Regions from separate parts of the Rattus norvegicus genome. Here region 1 is linked to region 2. A link is a contact called in public Hi-C data. All regions are on one chromosome and are shown on one strand. Each heading gives the region's core, a stretch centred on a gene start, on an enhancer-like site or on the middle of the called end of the contact. The rest is flanking DNA. Distances are from core to core; before and after follow the strand shown.

The links. A called contact is a pair of places that touch in the nucleus more often than the background predicts.
Region 1: a Hi-C map of the Rat2 cell line shows a contact between it and region 2, with 4 times the contacts expected there. The contact joins two enhancer-like sites. A contact is called at or near these places in 5 of 12 Hi-C or Micro-C datasets (the A7r5 cell line, the Rat2 cell line, Schwann cells and 2 more).

Annotation. Positions count from the first base shown.
Region 1 is chr2:112,704,647-112,709,368 of GRCr8, reverse strand. It overlaps a transcript of Tmem212 not described here. Among named protein-coding and RNA genes, the nearest start is that of Tmem212, 35 kb to the left of the region's middle. Within about 2 kb of position 2,743, at least 33 of the 93 cell types and tissues checked have an H3K27ac peak or open chromatin away from gene starts, as enhancers often do.
Region 2 is chr2:112,538,799-112,543,727 of GRCr8, reverse strand. It overlaps a transcript of Fndc3b not described here. Among named protein-coding and RNA genes, the nearest start is that of Fndc3b, 65 kb to the right of the region's middle. Within about 2 kb of position 2,172, at least 4 of the 93 cell types and tissues checked have an H3K27ac peak or open chromatin away from gene starts, as enhancers often do.

The DNA.
Region 1 (4,722 bases), core at 1,494-3,993, 170 kb before region 2:
TCACCCGCTCTGCTCCATCCCACATCACACTGCCGATGGCTTCTCTCTGAGCTTGGCAACAATCTCTCTACCCGTCCAGTTCCCAAGGCAGGCTTCACCATGCCAGAAACACACATCCAAATTCCGTGGCAGCCCAGTGTCTCCAGCCACCACACACTCTCTTAAACTTAATTTGCCACATGAAAGAACACACAACACAATCACCTCTGATCTAATTGATAAGATATAATTGCCCATCTAGACTCACAAAGGTCTGTACACATCCATCCCTTAAGAACATTCATAACAACCTGTGAATGTACAGAGAAATCTTAACATCTGCCTCCACGTTCTCCCTTTCCTTGATTCAGTCTCCTCCTCACTTTGAAACTTTTCCCCACCCATCCTTCCTTCTCATCCAATGACAGGCCTCGTTCTATCTTGTACCTGCCTTCACCTGTATGACATCATCCTACAGGGCCATTATATGCTCATTCCCAAGAAGGCACTCCATGTGGCTATGGGCTGACTACAGTAGAGATGCCCTTTCTGAGATGGATCAGGAAGGTTCTTCCTGGATTCTCTAGTCATGGCCTTGTGTCTGTGGCTCTCCACCGCTCCTGTGCTGGGTTTGAGTCATTGAGCCACCCTAGCGCCCTCAGCATGTCTGGGAGGCTGTTGAATAGTGAGGTCTCAGGGACTGTCCTGTGAGAGTGCTGCCCATTACAGTCAGAAAACACTGGTGTCCTGTATCAGAAACCCGACAGGGCTTTGACATAAACAGGGAAGCTTCCTCCTCTTCCATTGTAAGACAGACCTCAATTTCCTCATGGTAAAATAGGGGTCACCAGAATTGCTAATTCGGTCTTTCTGAAAGAATCAATGGCATTCTATGCCCACCAGAAAGCCCAGTGCAGCTTGGAGTCTCTAAGCAGCCAGAACTGCGATCAGTTCTGTTGCCCTGATTTCTAGTCCCAGAACTCATTTGATGGGGAGGGAGAGAACATGTCCCAGGGTTCAGCACCAACGTTGTGTTTATAAAAAGATGGGGGGGGGGATTATGTTCTACAGAGGTCTGAGGAAAGGGGGTGCCTCAGTGGGCCCATGCTGAGACATCCCTTCCCCCTGTCACATGACAGTTTAGTATAGAATAGAGTTATTCAGGGCATGGGGAGGAGAGTTTAGAGGGTAGTAGGGCAGAGAAAGGCAGAGGGGAGAGGGAGAGGGAGAGGGAGAGGGAGAGGGAGAGGGAGAGGGAGAGAGAGAGAGAGAGAGAGAGAGAGAGAGAGAGAGAGAGAGAGAAAATAGAGTAGGAGAGGAGAGGAAAGGCCGGCCATGAGCGTGTAGAGAAGGGGGAAAGGGAATAGGGAGAGAGGACAAAGGGGATAGAGGGTAAGAGCAAGAGAGCAAGAGAGAACAAGAGGGAGCAAGAGACAGAGGAGGGGGCAAGCAGCCCCTTTTACAGTGTCAGACATGCCTAACTGTTGCCAGGTAACCGTGGGGTGGAACATACCTGACTGTTGCCAGGTAACTGTGGGGGTGGAGCTTAGACAGAATGCTAACACCTACGACCTCCACACATGCACTGTGGCACGTGCCCGCCTATACGCATCGCACAGATGCACTGTGTAAGTATTAGTTCAAGGGTTTGGACTTCATTCAACACATTCAGTAGATGTCTTCAAACATCAGTCAGTATGGATTCCACTTAATTTGAAAACGGACAAATTCAGGGTAAACATTTTAGACATAACACTTCAGACATAAGACATAAACGCCTTCGTTTTGCAGATGTGGTATCTGTGATTGTGAGAGGCTTCATGACTTCTTCAAGGGCACAGGGCTGAAACATTGCTATCTAACAATCCAGTGCACGGTCTCCCAGGCCCGGGTCCTCAATCAGCACACTGTTATCTGCCCCATAATAGAATGATAAGATTTCTAGCCATGGTCTGGTTATTGCACACGTAGGGGCCCATTAGGATAACGTCCAAGTTAAGAGCATTTGAGCTTTCCCCCTCAGTACAGGGCCCACTGCTTATTCCTGCACCTACATCTTGCTTTAGTATTTATGTCCTACTCTGTGCTGAAATAATTTAAGGTGACCCTCGGATGTTTTACCAACAAGCCACATCTCTGGCTGCTACCACACCCTCTAAGGCCGGGGCAGTCCAGTAGTTGCTTTCTAGAAGTGAGGGGAGAAAATCTGGGGAAACATTTGAGAACCCTGAACAATATCCAGTTTTCGTGGAATTATGTGGAACAGCACAGTAGTATATGCCTTTGGTTAGCCAGAACCCCACTCACAATGTTAATAACCACATTGGGTATCAACACGTTAGAGTTTGCCATTCTAGTCACAAAGAAAAGAACAGGCATTTTACTGTGCCCTTGTCTGGGAGACATAAAAGGGTTAATTCTCCACTGCTGTGTGCCAAAAAAATGTCTAGTTTACAGACTGGAACGAATATGGCACCTTCGTTTTAAACAGCCAATTTCCAGTTTCGTGTGGCTGTTGAGATTCCTAAGCTAGTGACAGGGGCCGGGCAGAATGGGCTGGGTTACTTTGAATGTGGACATATGGGCTGTGGGAAGGAAACTATTTAAGATGGGGCTTAGGGAGAGGGGGAAAAAGTCGCCTTTCCCCAGCTGAGATTTTTCCAAGATGTCGTCATACAAATCTCCAAAACCTCTGCGGAACAGTAGACGGCTCTCATTGGCTGTATGCAAATGATGTGCGAGCACTGGTTTCCTGGCAGAGGAAAACTTACACCAAAGCAAAGATCCAGTCCGAGCCCAGCCCGGCTCTCTACAATCCTAAAAGAACAGTCATTCTTGACAGGACAATTTCAGCCTTTGACATGCCAGGAAGTAATTCCACAATGTCACTCAGTCTGAGGTCTCACCAGTCCTAAGACAAGAAGACACAAATGCAGCGTTTACGGTTTAAGTTTTCGCACAGACTTTAGTACAAAACCTGGAGCAAAAACCGTGGGAGGAGCCCGAATTACATCGAACATTGTCACTAGTAATTAAACCCAGTGTATGGGAAGAAAGGGCTTCTGTCAGGAAATTGCAGGCACAACCTGAAGCTCATTTCTTCCCCCATTTTACAGACAGGGGGCCCTCGCCACGCTCCGGATGTGACACCCAGGTAAGGCTGGGTGGGCGTCATTAACGTACCTCAGAAGTTAGCCCATCCTGGAGGTTCAGAGGCCTTCCTGAGGTTTTCTGACCTATATGTTTCAACGTGTTTCATTTTCTCCAAGAGCAGGCAGACAAGAAAGGTCAGGGGACTTAGGTTAACAGCTGGGAAATGGACTGGGACCCCACAGTATGACATCATTTTTTTTGCAGCTCAATGAAGCAATGACAATTCCATGAAGGAAAAAAAAATCAAAACACTATAAAGTAGCCGGGGCTGCCACAGCAAGTCCCAGAATCTGCAGAGAAAGGACCTGCCTAGCTTAGCCCTTGCCTCTTTGTTAATATCCTCGGACAGGGCACCTCAGAAGAGAGGGTAACAGGGATAGGGAGGGAAGAAGCTAAAAGAGAACACAATGAGAGAGAGTGGGGGAGAGTGGGGGGGAGAGGATGGGAGGGAGGGAGTTGGGAGAGAGAAGGGGAGGGGGAATCTGGGGAACAAACATGAGAGGGCTCCTCCTAGACCTATAATGGGGTTCACTACTATTTATCGACTGTCTTGTGGCTGGTCCAAGGGGAAGAAGGAGGATTAAAACTTGCTTCAGTGTCCAACTGCCAGGCCTGGGGCAGAGCTACATCTCCCCTTTTTGGACTCAGACAACTGTCTTAGGACTCGGTTGTACTGACTTGTCTAGAGATATGTACAGAGAGGCCTATTCACCTGGACAGAGAGGGCAATAGCAGACCAAAGAAACGGAACTGTACCAGTCCCTGGACAACTTGACAGCAACACCGTGGAAGGGTCTCGCCTCCCCAGAAACCCTTCACTAATTATGTAGGCTCTAGGAAGGGTGGGGAGTCAGCTTTGAACTTGTATGGTCCTCTTGAGACTTAGAACTTTGCTGTGAGTTTCTTCAGCTGCCCTACCCCTCCCTCTAGGAAGGGCTGTTTCAAAGCAGCAGGAACAGCTATAAGGGCCTTGTCCTGGGGCGCAGGTTTGAGTGGATGACAAGACTTTCCTAAGTAGCCTGTGAGTATGTGGACACTCCTTGTGGGGTATACCCAGAAACTTAAGTGTGAGAATTTGTCTGGTTATGAAACTTCGGCAAATGGGTCTCCTGAGTGGGAACCCCCAAACATTGACAAAAAAGATGTCCTCAAGGCACCAGCACAGGTCATAGGAGTCTCGCTGGCTTGGTAAGGAGGAACCCTGACCTTGGCTTCGGCCTGTCTCCATGATCTTGTACCATGTGCCCAATTGTGGTGCTGCTCCTACCCTCCCCAGTGGCAGAGCCTGACCTGGATTCCAACCAACTGGTTCAGCACTGAATCAAGGCAAGGATTTAAAGGCTCTGGCCAACCCATTGAGAGGCTGCCTCAGAGTACCCTGCTGCCCCACCTCTGGTAACAAGGTTTGGAGAACTGGCTTCTGTGTTATATACCTCTGTTGCTGGCTGAGTGGCTGCTTCCTATAACCAAGTGTCCGTTCCCTTTGTCATGCCCCAGCAGGGACTACAGGATGGCTTTGAAAGACAGTCTTAGCACTTTCGTCAATTTTCTTTGTTCTCCCCATACAGATCCTCCTGGAAGTTAACAGAA
Region 2 (4,929 bases), core at 923-3,422:
ACAGCATGGGCTGTTTGGAGGAGCCTGTCCTCTGGGGCTTCTAAAGGAATGTGGAGGGCGAGCACAGGGAACTCTCCTGGTTGTTCAGTTGGCATTTGTGCCCCTTCGGCCCAACTCTCAAAACTTCCATGGTCCCCAGGGAAGGGTCATAGAACAAAATACGGAATTGCACCTTCAGATTTTTTTTGCTGTGTGGTATTTTGAGACAGGCTTGGACTGGCCGCCTGCCTCAGCCTCCTGGATGCTAGGTGACAGGTATGAGCCACATGCCTGTCCGTTATTGTACTAATAGTATATCCCTTCTTAGATAAACCTGATTTTGCTGTTTATACATTATTTGATTAAATTTTGAATATTTTGATTTCAGTTGCAGTAGATGTACATTTTATAAACAGGGGCATCTAAGTTCACAGAAATCAAGGTACCAGAAATTCAGAATAACATGCAGTATTATCTCCAGGGGTGGACATGATTCTGTCTAGACTGTCATACTGCAACCAGGAAGCACCCGTAATCATGTGTTTGAAATGTGGCTCTGTGACTCAACTGTTGTTTGAATTTTATTTTTTTTCCAAATTATTTTAAATTTAAATTCCAAACACAGAACTTTCAGATCCCCAGGTCTGTTAACCTTCTACTGAGAGGTATTTTGATTCACCAGTTGTCCTTTCTTTACAATCAGAAGATGTTTTAGGTCTATTTTCTTTCCTTTGGGGGGTGCTTGGCATTGAACCTATGGCCTTTTGTAGGCTGGAAGCAAATACTCTCCTACGGTGCTAGAGCCTCAGCTCAGCTCTTGAACTCGTATTCTAAGTCTAGGGTAGGTTTGCCTCAGTCCGCTTTTCCAAACAGAGTGGAAAGTTAGCCACTTACATTTTAAGGTGCGCATCTGTCACAGTCAGCACTGATGGGCAGACCTTCAGCTTAGCGATTTAGTTGGAATAGATGTACTTGGAATTGCTGGTAAAGGAGCCAATTCTTCCTGGCATCCTGCGTAATAAAGGAGCGTGCTAGCCAGGCATGGTGGCTCACACCTGTAATCGAAGGAAGATCAGGAGATGCCAGCCTGGCTTACATAGTACATTCCAGGTCAGTTTGTCTACAGAGACCCTGTCTCACCCCTCCCTCCCCAAAGAGGAAGCAAGATGAAGCCGTTTATGGAGTTGGAAGGAACAAAACCACACCCTTCGCATCCACACCACCTGCTCATATGCTCTTCTTTCAAAGTGACTTTTCTCTGAGGTTGTCTTTGTGCACGTACAGCAATCTTCTGAAGAATTTAAGTAGTCTTGCTATCAAAGTATAAAATTAAATCATCAGGCAGGGTGTACTGGGGCATGCCTTTACTCCCAGTACTCAGGAGCCAGGGAAAGGAAATGGATCCTGTAAGTTTGAGGCAAGCCTGGTCTACATAGGGAGCGCCAGGCAAGAGCTGGAATATATATATATATATATATATATATATATATATATATATATATATATATATATTCTGTATAGTGAGATGTAGCACTCTCCGACCAAATCAATTATTAAATGTTAGACTTATTCACAAATTGTGCTAGACTAAACCAGCAGGAATGACCCTTTGCAATGAGGAAAGGCTTAGAAAAAAAATTTTGATAAATGGATTTAATTAACATCTGCTACATTTTTGAGTTTCATTTGGTCAAAAAAATTCCAAAAACTTCCAGATCTCCTATGAGAGAGTGAAAATCCAAGAGCATCCATCTGACTGGATTCTATCTGCAGATAACCCAGAACCTTTCTTTTTTGTTCTGAGTGTAAGGGGAGGGTGGCAGTGGCAGACATGGGGATGGGCACCCTTGATACCTCACCCCACCAGGAAGATTAATGTATAAGAGTATTTAATTTGTGTCAAGCCATTTTTCCACATAAGCTATAAAGAAAAGAAATATATTTTAACTCCAGGAGCAGAGTGTTTCACTTGTGAATGTGTGTGCACATTGTATCCGGTGTGGAAGCCAGAGTCCTTTCTGTCACCGTCTGCCTTATTCTCTTGAGACAGAGCTGGTTTGGCAGCCACAAACCCAGCAGTCCTCCTTTCCTACCTCTCATTGTGCTGTGCTGACAGGAGCCTGTGGCCACAGCAGGCTTTTTAACTGGGCCTGGGGATTCGAACTCAAGTCCTCATGCTTACAGGGAAGCACTCCTGCCCACTGAGCTTTCTCTCCCAGTCCTCTTGTCTATTTGTGTAGTCACTTGGGCTCGTTTCTCAAATGGTTTAGGGAAAGACAAATGAGAAATAATGTGTTTTTATTAGAATTTAAAAGGAAATTTATTTTTAATTATGTGTATAACTGTGTGGGCCGGCTGGTGTGAGTTCAGGCACTCTTGGAGGCCAGAGGTGTAAGGTTTCCTGCAGCTGGAGTTACAGGTTGTGAACTGTCCCGGTTAGTGCTGGGAACTGAACTCTGTCCTTCATAGGAGCTGTGCAAGCTCTTAGCTCCTGAGACAGCTTTTTCAGCCCACACTTTCTTAAGATTTTTTAAGAAACAACTTCCGTGTTCACTATAAAGATACCTGAATGCGTGTGTGTCCTTCCGAGTTGCAGGGGTAATCACAGGTCATAATTGTGGCTCTAGAACACAGTAGAATCCCAGAGACTTACAGCAATGAATCAGTTTTAAATTGCAGTATTATTTTTAGTGTGAATATAAATCACGTTGCCTCCAGCTATTGGAAAGTTATAAATTCAACCACAGGCAAGGCATTGGTTAATGAGAACATTCGGCTGTTTGAATGTCTTGTTCATACCCACTCCTGGCCGTGGGGAGCATTTCACTATGTTCACAGAATCAGGATAAAGAACTGTGTTATAAATAGAATTATAGTGTCCTAGGGAGTGTGCCAAATATGGAAACAAGATTTAACCATGATATATGCATGGTTCAATTTGTTAGGACATCAAGATATAAGTGAGAGACTTACAGTAATCTTGAAGCCATGGATTGACAGGCAAAGATTAAGGGCTGAATCTTAGCAGGAGTTTTGTGTCAGCAAACATAGTTAGTTTGTCAAGGAATCATTTTCCTTTGCATCTCTGTGTCTCGGGCAAACTTTTAAACCTCTCAACTTGTTTTTTTTTTTTTTTTTTTCATCTTAGTATAAGGAGAATACAATTCATGTGTATCTTTTAAAACAATTATCGCACCCATTAGTCTGTGTCTTTAAAAAGGTTTGACAAAGCGTTACATAAATTCAGCAGTTGTTATTATGACAGAGTTTCAATTGGAGCTGGCCCTGTGTTATTTGCATGTTTTAGAGGCCATGGATTTGTGCTGAGACAGTTTGAAAATCATTTACTTTCCCTTTTGTGGTCAGTAAATAAAACTTAAAGCTTAGATGTTTCCTATTTACTCCTCATTAACAGTGGGATAGGTCCTGCCGCTAAGTCGCCCTCCCTGTGCGTTTCGGCAAGGTGGGTTTTGGCTGGACCAGATTGTTGAATGCATGGGCAGGCCAGTGTGGCTTTCTCAGTCCAGGGTCATTGTCGAGATGAAGCAGAAGTGCAGTTTCTGAGAAGAGATTCCAAGACGGAATGACAGGCAGGGCTTTAGTCCTTGTGTTATCTGAGCCTCTTATTTGAGCTTTCAACACTTGCAGCTGAGAACATCGTCTTGTTTTCAGGGCTGGCCAATCCCTGCAGCCTCCCCACTTTGCACAGTGGAGACACCATTGCTATTCTTCACGTTGAGGTCAGTGTACTAGAGCTTCAGAGTGTTCCTGGTAGAACTCTGTTTCCAGGTAGACCTTCGCTCTTTACTGTCGGGAATGTGTGGGTGGTGAGGGGCGGCTTTGTTCTTCAGTTTACACTCTGGTGTCTGAATGAATAAAGTAGAATAAACAGAGGCCTTGAGTCAACCCTGAAGCAGGTGGTGAGCAGTGCTTTGGGGTGGGGGTGTGTGTGGAACATGCTTGGATCCTGGTGGCTAGACGGAAGCACTCTGTCAGACTGAGCACAGGAGGGTGGCTTGGGATTACCTGACCCCCTTTGCAAGGTTCAGCCAAGGAGAACCCAGTGTGAAGTCGTGGCTCACCTGGGTGACAGTTCTTTGTAGTACATTTAGTAACAAGGATCAGTCCTTGGAGACCAGAGGTATGTGGGACAGGAGCTGTGGGATAGGAGGGTGAGGAGCTTGTCATCTTGTGAGGTCCTGTGGACAGCCTTCTGCCAGTGAGGATGTTTCCTCCTGTGAGCAGAGATCAGTCTTTGAATTTCTTTTCCCTGCACCGGTTTAAGATGTGTTGGTTTCACATTCATAAGTTCTAATGTTCTTGGCAATAGTCAGTTCCAGCACAGCTCCTGAGTGGAACTCCGGTTAGATTTCATGACCATAGTGTTTATCCTCCCTGTGACTTCTAAATCTCTCTCTCTCTCTCTCTCTCTCTCTCTCTCTCTCTCTCTCTCTGTGTGTGTGTGTGTGTGTGTGTGTGTGTTTGCACATTCACATGTGTGCATGCATGTGTTTTTGGAGGGCATTGGGGGTGTTGTGAGATGATGTTGAGCTAAAAGCAAAGAGAGTTGAGGTTTTGGTATCAGTGTTTAAAGTGTCTGTGTTAAATGACTGTATTTGAGCTGAGAGTGTAACTTTATTTCATACCCTTATTGATGCAGAAGACAGTGACAGAGAGACTCGGTTCTTTGTGAATGGAATGCTCTCCTTTCTTCTTTTTCTTTTGGTAAAGGCAAAGCATTTAAAGCATTTTTCTTCTTACACGCAGAGCAGCTTGGCTCATCTTTTTAGCAACTGTACAGAGTAAACTCCCAGCCAACCCCTGAAGCAGGCTGGTGGCCACTCCAGTTCTTCTTTCCCTTTCAAAATCTGACAAGTGGTAAAACCGGCATACCTTCAGCGAGACAACAAAGAGAATAATGTGCTTGTGCTGCCAGCTGAGTGTGGACCC